2 separate regions of the Ovis aries genome follow, and region 2 is linked to region 1. A link is a contact called in public Hi-C data. All regions are on one chromosome and are shown on one strand. Each heading gives the region's core, a stretch centred on a gene start, on an enhancer-like site or on the middle of the called end of the contact. The rest is flanking DNA. Distances are from core to core; before and after follow the strand shown.

Region 1 (6,711 bases), core at 2,731-5,230:
TACTTTCTTTGTTTTCCAGCTGTTTGGTGTGTGCTCTGTGTGCACATGTGAGCAATTCTTGATGATATTGTTTACTTATACCATTTTTTCCTGAACAGAGAAAGAAAAGACATCCTCACTGAGGATGTAAAAGTTAGGATACTAAGGGGGTATGAGTATGTTAGTGTAGGAAGTGACCCCAAGGGGATCCAGATTATGGCCCACAGTTGGATGACAGCCCTGACTTCACACAAAGATCCTTCATTTTGTAGATGATGAAACTGAAACTTGCAGAGGGGAAATAGCTTATGTTGAGGCTGGGAAATAAGTGGATCTGAAAGATTTTTTTAATGCTCAAAATTGATGGAGTCTCGGGGTTGAAAGGGATCTTAATTTCATCTGCAACTTCAAGTAGATGCCTGAATTCTGGTGTCTGAGTCCTTGTAAAGTAGCCCTATGGCCAGTGCTGGCCTCACTGAGTAATGGGGTGATCATTACTGTTACAAAAGTGGGCCGCCTTTTGATAATTTTGTTGGGTATAGGATATTTTGACAAGACCACGTTTTGAACTCTCTTTCTGAATACATTAATTTCAGTTAGAATTATATCAATATTGATGAATTTTCATTGAGTAGGTATTTCTTGGAGCAAACTTCATTTGACTTTGATCAGTTCATTGTAGGACACCTAAAAATCTTTCATTTCCACAATGGATGAAGCCTCTCCTAAATATAACTCTATTATTTGGGACAGAATATCTTGTAACTAAGAGTTCTGTAGAACAAATTTAGGAAATGTTGATCTGAGCAGTGGAATGAAATTCTAAAAAAGATACATGTAAATTTCAGGTTTTTGAATCAGATAATATTTTAAATATAATAGAGGAATTTATCACTGAAAAGCAACCAATGGAACACATATTGCTAAGTGAGAAGAACCATATTTGTATAACACATATCAATTTTAATTAATACATATAATAAGTCATTTGGAAGTATGTATATAAATGTCTTAATGCTTATTTTGTACATGAAGTTTTGGGAGACTTTCATTTTTTATTTTGCTTGTCTATATTTTCTAAATTTCTAAATTGAATAGTACTCTAACAAAAAAAAGTCTCAAAATATCCAATGATAAATCCTTTAGAAAGACGAAGGATGCTTTTGGTAGGGAGAATAAGCATTATCCCCTCTTTCATCTTCTTTGTAGCTCAGGGGGAGTCTCATCTTCTCTGAGAGATACATAGCTAAACTATTGTTTTCCTTCTTAAAAAAATTATTTATTTGTTTATTTTTATATTTTGTCTGTGCTGGGACTTTGTTATTGCACAAACTTTCTCTAGTTGTGGAGAGTGGGAGCTACTCTCTAGTTGTGGTGTGAGGGCTTCTCATTGCGGTGGCTTCTCTTGTGGCAGAGCACACGCTCTAGGGTGCATGGGCTGCAGTAGCTGCAGCTTGTGGGCTCAAGAGTGCCAGTTCAGTCGTTGCGGTGCATAGGGTTAGTTGTTCTGTGGCATGTAGGATCTTCCTGGACGTTGAGGGATCAAACTGGTGTCCCTTGCATTGCAAGGCAGATTCTTAACCACTGGACCACCAGGAAAGCCCCTTCCTTCTTTTTCTGTCAAAAACTACCATGATACCTGCCTGCATATCAAGTCTAATCTCCTCTGCTTTATTGTTAAGACCTTGTATAATCTCTCAGATTCACCTAATTTGGTCCCATTTTTTAAATTTAAATTTTTATTTAATGTTGCAGTATAGTTGACTTACAATGTCGCATTAGTTTCAGGTATACAGCTGATTCAGTTATACACATACATGGATCCATTCTTTTTCAGATTCTTTTCCCATGTGGGTGTTTATAGAATAGTGAGGAGAGTTTCCTGTGCTATACAGTAGGTCCTTGTTGATGATCTATTTTATATGTAGGAATGTATATGTGTTAGTCCCAAACTCCTACTTTATCCCTCCCCTCAACATTTCCCTTTCCTTAACCATAAATTTGTTTTCAAAGTCTGTAAATCTGTCTCTGCTTTGCAGAAACATTCATTTGTTATCTTTTTTTAAGATTCCATGTATAAGTGATACCATATGATATTTGTCTTTGTCTGATTTACTTAGTGTGATAATCTCTAGGTCCATCCATGTTGTTGCAGATGGCATTATGTTCCCATTCTTTTTTTTTTTTCTTGTTTGATATGTTTATTATTGTCTTTACCTGAAAAATCCAGATAGATGATTGTGGTTTGGTTTATTAATTCCTGGGCTTCTCTTGTGGCTCAGCTGGTAAAGAATCCGCCTGCAATGTGGGAGATCTGGGTTCGATCCCTGGGTTGGGAAGATCCCCTGGAGAAGGAAAAGGATACCCACTCCAGTCTTCTGGCCTGGAGAATTCCATGGACTATACAGTCCATGGGGTCGCAAAGAGTAGGACATGACTGAGCAACTTTCACTTTCACTTTATTAACTCCCAGCAGCCCATTCCTGAGTTCTAAGGAAGCTTGCCTTCTTCCGAGCTACCTGATCTTTCTTCTGAGCAAGTGACATTTTGGGCTGATTCCACCTCTTCTTTTTAACTTCTTTCTTAGGCTTCTTCTCATACACTGGATTCTCTCATATTGCAGCATGAGCTTTTTTATACATCTCCTCCATCACGTATGGAGTTATGTTGTTCTTTATGAATGGAGAGAATTGTTTCTTGTAGGCATCCTCATCCTCTTCAATCAGATAACACATGTAATCTGCAGCATTCTGCCCCATGATGTGCTTTCGGTGTACCTCAGCACTGAATTCTTTGTTTTCTGAATCATAACTAGGGAACCATTTGATACTGTGAGGGATAGACAAACCTTCATTGCCAGCTCCCTTCAGGGCCCCAGAAACTATTCTCAGTAGTGGTCCTGGCAAGTCCTGCATCGAAGTAACAGGTGAAGGTACCAGGTTGACTATCAACGCTTTCCACATTGTATTCCTCTCCAGTCACCTCGACTTGGCCTTCGTAAATTTTGTCCATACCAAACCTATTCAGAAGCCTGCAGGCCAGCAGCAGGCCAGTACAGTGTGCCACAGCATAATTTGTCAGGCCAACCTTCGCACCATACTTTGGGAGTTCGTGAGCATAAACTGCACAAACTGTTATATGTCCTTCTATACAGGCATAAGCAGTCTGACAAATGATATCTCTGTTACATGAATGATCATTCTGTAATTGGATGTGTTGTACTTATTTTTATCTTGGGTTACCAATCGTTTCTGAGCATAGTAGTCAGTTTTGCCCTCTTGCCGTCTGAATTTTACTCAGTATCTCTTGAAGTCAGCTGTGTTCTGGAAAACTTTAACCCCATACTGTAGAACGGAACCCCAACTCTGCAGCTTTCCACAGAGCTCTACGGTCCCATTCTTACAGGACTCACTCCAGTCAAGTTCATTTCTTGTCTGCAGACCTCTGGACCTAAGCTCTTTTCTGCTTCATTGTCATTATTTTTTCTAGATTAGAATGCCCTTTCTATCTCTCTAAATTCTAGCCATTTGTTTGATAAGACCCCACACTGATTTTTCCCTTTTCTGACTTCTGGTGGCAGTTCTAGTCTGTACTGTACTATACAACATTCGCAGATTTATTATGCTTTTCTAGGCTCAGCCCTTGATGCTGGATGGCAGTGGCTAACTTATCTTGCTGGCTGGAGGCTCTGAATACTTTGAAGACATATTGATAGTGAAGAAATAGCCAAGAATGATGCAGTGAGTTGGAATCCAGAGAAACAGACCAAGTAGACCTCAGTTGCAGTGGCTGAGAAACACTAGAGCAAGTAGAGGGGCATGCAGTGTGGATAAGCATAGACTGATTCTCTTATTCCAGTTGAGAGAATCGTAAAGAAGGGCTCTGGTTAGCTCTCCCAGGATCAAGAGCTTCATCCCTAACTAACCAAATGTGCTGGGGAAGACAAGGCCATGTAGGAATTTGCCATATGGATGGGGTGGGGTGAATAGTTCCTCTGAGGAGGGGTTTTGGCCAAACATGGATGGCTTATGGATATCTAATATATTAAAAGCACAGCAGTGATTGTCCACTGGTAATGTCCAGTATAGGAGTGTAGGTCAGTATGCTGGAAATCAGGAAGGAAGAACTATGGTGTAGCATACCACCCTTCCTATTGTTAGAACAGAGTCAACAAGTCTTTATGGAGACTCCCTGGGGACTTGATAATTGTTGGACTAGCCTTCAACTCTGTACACTGTCATTTTTTTTTTTCCCCCTGTTACATTAACCCTAGGACCTGTGACTCCATTTAGACACCCAACAGCCTTGACATTTCTCTGCTCTGCAAGGAACCACTGACAACTTGCACTGTTATCTTGGTCTTAATGACTGCTAAGTCACTTCATTTCCCAGAGGGAGACTGTGAAATCATCAACAGTGTCAGGTCACTGGCAGCCTTAAGCTCTGGATGGAATGTTTCCAGGAAGAAATGCGAGTGAGAAAAGGAGCTGGACACTTCCTTTTAGAGGAAGACTGTTAGCTCATCCTGGGAAGGTCAGCTGGATGGTGGCAGAGTATAGAAGTATTAGCATTAAATGCTTAACTCTGGACCGGTCTTCCCCAGCACTAGGGGGCACCAAAGTCAGCAACTTCCTGATTCTTAAGGCTGGTAGCATGTCAGCTGTTAGGAAATAAGATGAGGGACAAAGCTGTGAGGTAGGGAAGATGGCATGGCATGAAGACCCTGGCATGTCTAGGTCCCTTTTGTCCATCTCTACCTGCTCTGTTCTGGCTTCTGCTGGTTGATCTGGGCTCTCCAGCTGCCTACCTGCCACCGTACCCCTAATTCTTATAGCTGCTGGGTTTTTGACCCACTACTTCTTTCAGAATTTATGCCTTTGCTTCATTTGTTTGGCATGTGGATATTTGTTGGACTCTGCAGTGCTCCTTTGAACCTTGTCTTTTTGTGACATATTATGGAGGTGGTTTATCCAGGTGACCCAAGACAGCGCAAGCTCTGCATCCTACATCCTGGCACCTGGCTCTAAGCTTTCTAGTACAGCTTCCAAATATACTGGGTGGAGTTTCTTTCCTTGCTGGGCCTCCACAGTGCTGTAAAGGACTTAATCCTCCACAGTGCTGTATTAGCATTGCCTGTTAACTCATGACTGGATCCCCTCTAGCCCAAATCAAACGCATCTCTGTACCCTTGGCTTCTGTCACAGAGCCTGGCACAGAGCGGCATTAACCATGACTGTGAAGTGATTGGAAAATGCTCACTGTCACCTCTGAGTGTGGCCTGGACTTTTCCTCCAAAAATATGACTTGCTTTTCCCTGTCTGTCTGTCCTTGTATTCAGATGCAACTAATCACCACACTCCTCTTCTCCTTTTCCACCTACTCTGTTTGCTTTTCCTACCAGTCTGTCTGAGAGAGAGTGCAGTGTGGTGGTTAAGAACATAGATCCTAAATAGGATTTTCTGGTTTTAAATCCTGGTTTTATTACTTATGAACTGTGCAACTGTTAGCAAGTTACTTTGCCTGTCTGTACCTCAGTTTCTTCCTCTGTAGAGTGGGAATAATAAGAATAGGACCAACCTCACAGGGCTGTTGAGAACATTAAATGTGTTACAATGAACAGTGTACTTGGAATAGGATTTGGTACACAGCAGGCGTTCTAGAAGTGTTAGCTGTTCTTACTGTTCTCTGTCTTCACTGCTCAACCAAAAGTAAAGGTCATCTGACTTTGTTTCCTCTTGACTTCTTGGGCTTACCTACCTTCTTCTTGCACTGAACTTGTGTGCCTCAGTCTCATTCTCTGGTCCACTTAGCTAAATATTTACAAATATTTGCCGATTTCTTATAAGCTAACACTGAGCTGTAGCCCAGGAGATATCTAGACTCATTCCCTTTAAGCACCACCTCCTCTACTCATGGTTCTTTCCTCGGTCAAGTCCTGATTCAGACCTTGGTCTTTTAATGGCTGACTGTGGGGGCTGTGAAAAAGTAAGATTTATCTCTGCTGCTAGACAAAAATTTGACAAAGCTTTTTTGTAATGGGCTGGACAGTAAATTTTTTTTTTTTTTATAGAAGTATAGTTGATTTACAGTGTTGTATTATTAATAGTTTTGGTATATCGCAAAGTAATTGAGAAACATTTATGTGTATGTATATACGTATTTTTCATATTCTTTCCCATTATAATTTGTTATAAGATATTGAATATCATTTTCTGTGCTTTGCTTGTTGTTTATCTATTTTATGTATAGTGGTGGTGGTGGTGGTGCTGCTGCTGCTAAGTCGCTTCAGTCGTGTCCGAATCTGTGCGACCCCATAGATGGCAGCCCACCAGGCTCCCCCATCCCTGGGATTCTCTAGGCAAGAATACTGGAGTGGGTTGCCATTTTCTTCTCCAATGCATGAAAGTGAAAAGTCAATGTGAAGTCGGTCAGTCGTGTCCGACTCTTCACGACCCCATGGACTGCAGCCTACCTGGCTCCTTCGTCCATGGGATTTTCCAGGCAAGAGGTATAGTGGTGTATATCTGTTAATTTCAATCTCCTAATTTATCCCTTCTTCCCTGTCCCCTTTGGTAACCATAAATTTGTCTGTGAGTCTGTTTCTGAGAAGGAAATGGCAACCCACTCCAGTATTCTTGCCTGGAGAATGCCATGGACGGAGGAGCCTGGTGGGCTACAGTCCGTGGGGTCGCAAAGAGTCGGACACGACTGAATGACTTCACTTCACGTCAC
Region 2 (6,711 bases), core at 1,451-3,950, 200 kb after region 1:
GTAGAGCCATGGCCTCTACCAGGGTCTCTAAGGCCACAGCTACCTGAATTTTGTAATTAGAAGATGCCAGGGTCATCTCAGAGTAGAACTTCAAGACACTCAGGCTGCACTGACAGAATCAGCTTCTCCGGAGACAGCAACAAAGAAGGGCCATTCTGCTTGTTTGGAAAGAGTCACCTAGGGTGGAGACCTGGAGTGTTGGTGTCAGTGTTAGCAGGAACAGAAGGACTTGGGGGGAAGCTTACTGAAGCATACTCAGGAACAAATCAACCTGTGACATTTGAGGGAGAGAAATTCACACTTTTATACTCTCTCAAGGGACACATTCTTTTAACCTCTAACTTTTGAAATTCAGTATTTTTTTTTTTTTTCATATGAACCTGTCATACTCACAAAGTGTGGGCTTGATGAAGGCAGAATTAGGTGCTTGTGTCCCTTGGTCAAATCATTTAGTCTCTTTGGGGATTTAGGCTCTTTTACTGGTAGAAATGAACACAACTGATAAGCTTATTTCAGACATTACAGTGTGTGCTGAGAAGAGCAGATTCTTGATACCATAGGTTATTCTCAGTTAGAAATGATTACATTTGACTTTGGGGCCACAGACCTTTGTATTTAGAATCAATGGCTGTCTTCTCTGGTGCTTTCATCTCCTTCTTGGCCTCATCTCCTTTCTCCAACAGACTATCCTTGTCTCATGTGTACAGGACTTACTGTCACTCATTCCCCAGGAGAACAATCTGAGGGGTTACTTAAGTATGGTGCTCTTGGAAACTGTAGCCTTCAGTTTCAGAAAGAATGATTTTGGTGGTGGGATTTTAAGCACTGTTTTATAGGTGGATGGTGGGGTGGGGTGGGGCAGGGGATGGAGAGTCAGAGTCATAATCACTTCCACAAATCACACTTGGAGTCATAACACCTCCTCCAGGAACTTTCCTTTATATCTACAGGTCAGAGAGATTACTTTGAACTCTGCTAGACTTGGAATTTTAAAATTTTGGCATGGAAAATTCTTTATAGGCCATGGTTGGTACCAGAAAATGACATTAATAGGTGGCTATCAACAGGCTCTTAATTTTACAGAGCCATTCTTCCCAGGAGCTCAAATGAACAAAATTTACTTTCAGAAAACCTCAGTGAGTCAGGGAGAGCATATATATAGTCTCTTTTGTGGATAAAGAAACGGAGGCAGAAAGTTAGTGGATTATGTGGTTGTCAGATTTGACCCTGGAACCTAGGGACCAGGGTCTCCTTTTGTGGGCCCTGGGCTTCAGAAGTTTGACTCTGGCCCACCTCAAACTTCATCCCTCCCTAAGGATGAATGGTCCACAGGACCCAGGGGCCAAGTCACCAAGTTATGAGTAGCTGAGACCCCAGAATTGTCCTAAGGCCCTTAAGTGCTCTTCCAGGGCCTGCATGGGCCTCCTAACTGGATCCATCCTTAGTGTTGACAGAACCACTGACATGTGGGCCTGTATTCAAATCATGGTCTGGAGGGGCTTGTGCAGCTGGGGCTCCAGACACACACCTGCAGGTTCTTCTGGAATATGACAGAGCTGAGGATGGGAAGCAAAGTTGTCCAGGAGCCTGCTCTCCTGCTCTACCACTTTCTTGTCAAAACTCAAGTCAAAGCAAGTCTGGTCGTGAATCCACCCTTCCCAGTTGCTCCAAAGGTATCTCTGTCAAGTAGGAGGAACTTATTTTACAGTTTGTTAGCTTTATTTATGAGTTAAATATTGAGAGTTAAAGTATGTGGGCTCCCTTTGTACACTTGCTTCTGTTCCTCAGATGTTTCGGGCCCTCTTGCTCTTGACTGTCAAGGCCAAAGCCAGAGGAAGAAGCTGGAGAATTGGATGGTTATGTGATTTTCCAAGACTGCGATTCTCTAGTGGTACTTTGCAAATCTGTAGAAACCAAAATACAAGCCCACGTGTATTTATCTATTACTGCTGACTGACATGGTGAAAATAAAAAGGAAATTAGTCCACAATGCTGGGTTTTCTGTGGCCTCCTTCTCCCAGTTTGCTAAGGGAAGGAGCAAGACAGTTTTCAGGGGTCCTCCTGGGACTTGGGAGGCCCCAAATTGGGAACCCCAAAGGCTCTTGAATTCCAAAGTCAGGGTTTGCGGTGGAAAACAAAACCAGCCAGTTGAACAGAGGACTGTCCATCTTCTCCCCACTCTGGGCATTTAAAGGAAAAAAAAGACTAAAGGGTTGGCATCCTTAGGGGTTTTAGCCTAGCTTTCTCTTCCCCTTTCCTCTCCTCTCTCCGCCCCCAAGTCCCTCCAGCTGAGTAAATTAACAAAGGAAACAAAAGTTGCTGAAAGAACTAGTTTAGAGAAAGCGATTTTCACTCGTGCTGTTGGCTGCCCTGAACCTGGACTAGAGTCTCTGGAGGGCACAGTCCCAAGACCGCCGTTTGCCCCTGTTCCTGCGCTGGCGGGCCGGGCTGGGCCGAGCGGCGCGGACCTACGGCGGGGGTAGGCCGGCTGCACTCCGCCCCCAGCCCCGCGCGCCGCCGGACGTCGCCCGTTTAAGGGGCGGGACGCGGCTCCACGTGCTTTCTGCTGAGTGACTGAACTACATAAACAGAGGCCGGGAAGGGGGCGGGGAAGGAGGGAGAGAACAGGCTTTGACCGATAGTAACCCCAGCGCTCAGCGCCGCCGAATCTATAAAAGGAACTAGTCGCGGCAAAACCCCGGTAATTCCGAGGCAGAGTGAGTGCTGCCGGGGCCGGCAGGGACGCGCCGACACCTCTCTACCCCGGCGCAGGTGGGCAGAACAGGGGGCGCCGTGCAACCAGCGCCGCCACAGCCAATTTCTCGGGGCGCTTTGCTCCCTTTACCCCCCTTCTTTTCCGAAGGGTTTTTCAAGGGGTTGGGGAAAGAACCACAAACACAAAAGTGGAAAACAGGTAAGAGTCTCTTCAGCGACTTGGACGTTATTGTTTCGTTTCGGGCCGAGGGGACTTTGGGAAGCTCTGGGTGTCGGGGACTTTAGTCCGAACCCCCACATCCCCACCTCCTGCAGCACAAACGGGCTCGTAAATGTGGAGAGGACGTCCTAGGAGGAGCTCTGGCGACCCAAAGACGCGACATCGCTGCGCTCAGGGTTCGCCCGCGGTGGAGCTCGGGGAGCATCTCTGGGCGCGCGGAGACCCGAGCGCAGTAGCTGGGGCGCAGTGGAATCGGGGGGCTCCTGGTGGTGCTGGAGGCGCTGCTGCCGGAGTAGGGAGAATGGGAGGTCTGGCACTGAGCTATTCCCTTTGTTTGGAAGCGCCTGAGCCGGTTGGAACCCTCTCTGGCTGCGGCTCGGCCGGCGCCCACCGGGAAAAATGCCAGCCGTCAGAATCCCCTCTGTTCGTAAGGCGCTAGTCCGGGTTGGGCTCTGATCTGGGGATAGGTCCCCCGCGCCCCTGGACTGGAGCAGCGCTTTCTGGCTCACCAAGAATGCGACTGGGAGGTGTCCCAAACAGAGTCCTTAGCGCTAGTGCTCTTTTGAGGCCTCGGGGGCTTTGTTTGATCAGGGGGTTCCTGTTCCATAGTCTCCATACGCTTCCAGGAGGTGCTGCCTCTGACGCTGTGGGAGGCTGGGGATGGGGGTAGGGGAGACGGGCGGGGCGGAGGGACGAGAGTTTTGTTTCTTTAACAAACGTTAGAAGGGTCCCTGCGGAAACCTGGAGCTGAGGTGACCATTCCCCTGCCCCCCCTTCCCCCCATCTTCCTGCCCTTTGCTGAGTGTCTCTTGGAGCAGCTTCAGGGAGGGCATGGATGGGGAAGCTAGGGCGAGACGGTGCAGCAGAATGACCGAGAGTAACCCCGGCAGGCGGTGCAGAGCTCGCAGCTCCGCGGGCGGGCTGTGCTTCGTGGTGGGGGGAGGGAGGGCTGAGCGCCGGCTGCCGGTGGCCACGGGGGGAACTGATCCACAGCGCCTCCTGGCCGGGTGGCCTGGGAATCGGCTCCTTGGCCCGAGTGAGGCCAGGCTGCAAGAGGCTTTGTCGCCTGCTATGGTTCCGACCGAGATCCAAGGAAGACGGGTGATTGTAGACTGGGAGGAAACCTGGGGATCAGGCGAAAGTGCTTCTGCTTGTGTTTTAGATTGCTTCCCAACTCCCAGAGAGTTGCTAAATGGAAGGTTCTTGGGGTGTGCGTGGGCCAGTATTGTGTGTAGGTGCTTGTTTTTCAGCACTCATCGAAAAGAAGGGAATAAACAAGATAAAAGAAAACAGGGAGAGAAGGAAAAAGGGAGAGAAAGAAATGTAGCCCTGGAAATAATTGGCCTTTGTCTTTTGCAAAAGCGATACCATCAGCTTTTAAAACCAGAACTTTTCAGTGAAACAAGGAAGTGAGTGCGTGGTATATACATTCATATAATAGACGATAAATTTGATATTTAAAAAATTCCTTGGTGATAAAAATCAGCAAGTCACTTCCTAAGGACCGATTCCCACCTCCCATCAAAGAACACCTCATAAAAATTTGCAAGTTCAAAAGCAGAGTTTTAATGGCCCTTTAAACAATAGTGTGGGACCCAAACCTAAGTTTCGATCTTTTCAGACAAAATTTAAAACACACCTAAAGAAGTACTTAGTTTTTTATCTCCCCTTTTATTTCAGCCCATTTTCCTCATACTTACTACGAAATTAATGGAGGCTTTCTGTTGTTCTTGTCATTCTCTTTGAGACACTTATCCTAAATCAAGGAAAGTGTGAGAGCAAAGGGAGAAGGTTCTGGAGTAGAACCTCTTCTGATGGTAAATAATTTTCAAGTACAAAGTCTTCCTTGTCAGCCTATTCCCCAAGTACTCCTTGTTTGTGTGTTTTTTTTTTTTAACTTTTAATTTTACATTAAAGTATAACTGATTAACAATATTTGATAGTTTCAGGTGACAACAAAGGAACTTAGTCACACATACATGTATCCATTCCCAAATGCTCCTTTTATAGGAGCTTTAATGCTTTATGCTTTAAGTTAATTCATGATAGAGTTTTGGGAAAACATTAGATACACAGAGCAAGAAGCGGTAGAATTGGAGTGACAGCCTTGGATGACCACAGTTCAAGGGGTAAGAATTGCTACTGCAGTCAGAGTGATTCTTGAGCCCCCTTGCAGGGACCAGCCTGTTGTTCCAGAATGATGTATCTGATTGTGAAATGGACGCTTGTGATATGTGTCTCCCCTTCAGATGAGCGTTTAAAATCTCAGCTCTCAATTTACATCTACATAGAGGCCTATAATGAACCCTGGATACCTCTTGACTTAGGGCATATTTACAGTTCATGTGAGACTAGCTTAGATTGGAAAAGGGTGATTAGGGTTTGATTGTTTCCAACCTCTGCTCTTAATGATTACATTATTAAAAATGAATGAAACCAAATAAAACTCACTGACACAGTTTTTTATCTTCTGTAGTATTTATCTTGTATGCAGAGAAGTTGTAATATTTTTCGTTTAAATTTTTTTTAGGGGATCTTCCTTCCCATAAGCTAAGTTGCTTATGCTATATCCCGCATGATTGTAAATTGTTAATACCTTTGCTATTTTTATTTTCAGCTCCTAAAAAATTAAATGGACATTGCCTTAGATTCCTTAATAACCCCTTCCTTAATTCCTGAACTTCTGACAGTCTAGAAAATTCTGATAGACATGTCATTTTAGCATTTCTAAAATACTCTAAATTCCAAATACATTTTTATTTACTATCTAGATGGTAAAGAAATAATGGAAATTTAATGCTCTTTATGGTTAATTACCTCCATATCAAATTTTAAAGATCTTGCTGAAAATTTGTTTTAATTTAACTGTTCTGGAGGAGGGCTTACACTAAAACTGAAACCTTCTTCATATCTGCATGTGGAAATTATCATAAGTGTGGTAGTTACTGCAATATTTATTTAATAGACACTGTTAAATAGCACCAGGTGCCAAATATTATTACAAATGCTTTTCAAATACTATTTTAAAATTAACCACAAATCCATCTGTTATCCCTATTTTGCAGGCTAAGAAACAGAGAGAGTTTCTGGCCACACACCTTGCAACTGGTAGAGCTAAGTTTTGAACCTATCCAGTGAGCCCCAGAGTTCTTTGACTCCCACACTAAGCAGTCAAGTGGTACAGTTCCAGTTGCTGTAGGCAGGGGACTTTGCGAGGATGCTCGCTGAGTTCTGGTACATATATCTGCTCTAGTCCTTAACGGAATCTACAGCCTGTATCTTATTTCCCTTCTTGCTGTGAGTGGGCCAGCCAAATTCTCTTCAGCGTGTTGGGACATTGATTGCGTAGGGATTGCAACACCATGGAAAGGACAGACAGTAAAATTTGCTCAACTCTAGCTCTTCGTTTAAAATAAAAAATTTACTGGAGTTTCAGTCAAATATTTGTAAGTCTATAATGATCTCCAAATCTTTCCCTGTGTAATACATAAAAAATGGATAGAGGGTTTGACTGTGAAAGGATAAGGAACAAAAGAAAAGGGGAAGGGAACTATTAGCTTAGCTGTCAATCTTTGGTGAATTTTTAAAATTGCTTATTGTACAATATGACTTCTGTTTGTTTTATCCCTCAATATGTCAGAGACCTTCTGAAATAACCTGTTTTTCTGTTACTGACGTTACTGTCTAGAAATCAAATTTAGCTTTTTTCTTACGGCATCTTTCTCTGAGCAAATACATTTTCAAAGTCAGCTTAAATAAAGGTGAGACAGAATGGG

The links. Hi-C and Micro-C count contacts between places; a contact is called where the count stands out from the background.
Region 2: a contact with region 1 is called in a Hi-C map of tail adipose tissue, with 6 times the contacts expected there. The contact joins the promoter of ABCA1 here to the enhancer-like site in region 1. A contact is called at or near these places in 9 of 16 Hi-C or Micro-C datasets (hypothalamus, liver, mesenteric adipose tissue and 5 more).

What each region holds. Positions count from the first base shown.
Region 1 is chr2:17,893,616-17,900,326 of ARS-UI_Ramb_v3.0, forward strand. It overlaps the pseudogene LOC105606854. Among named protein-coding and RNA genes, the nearest start is that of SLC44A1, 98 kb to the left of the region's middle. Within about 2 kb of position 3,981, at least 5 of the 54 cell types and tissues checked have an H3K27ac peak or open chromatin away from gene starts, as enhancers often do.
Region 2 is chr2:18,099,615-18,106,325 of ARS-UI_Ramb_v3.0, forward strand. It overlaps ABCA1 (ATP binding cassette subfamily A member 1), which reads left to right and starts at 2,701. Exons shown (of 52, transcript XM_060409002.1): 1 at 2,701-2,772.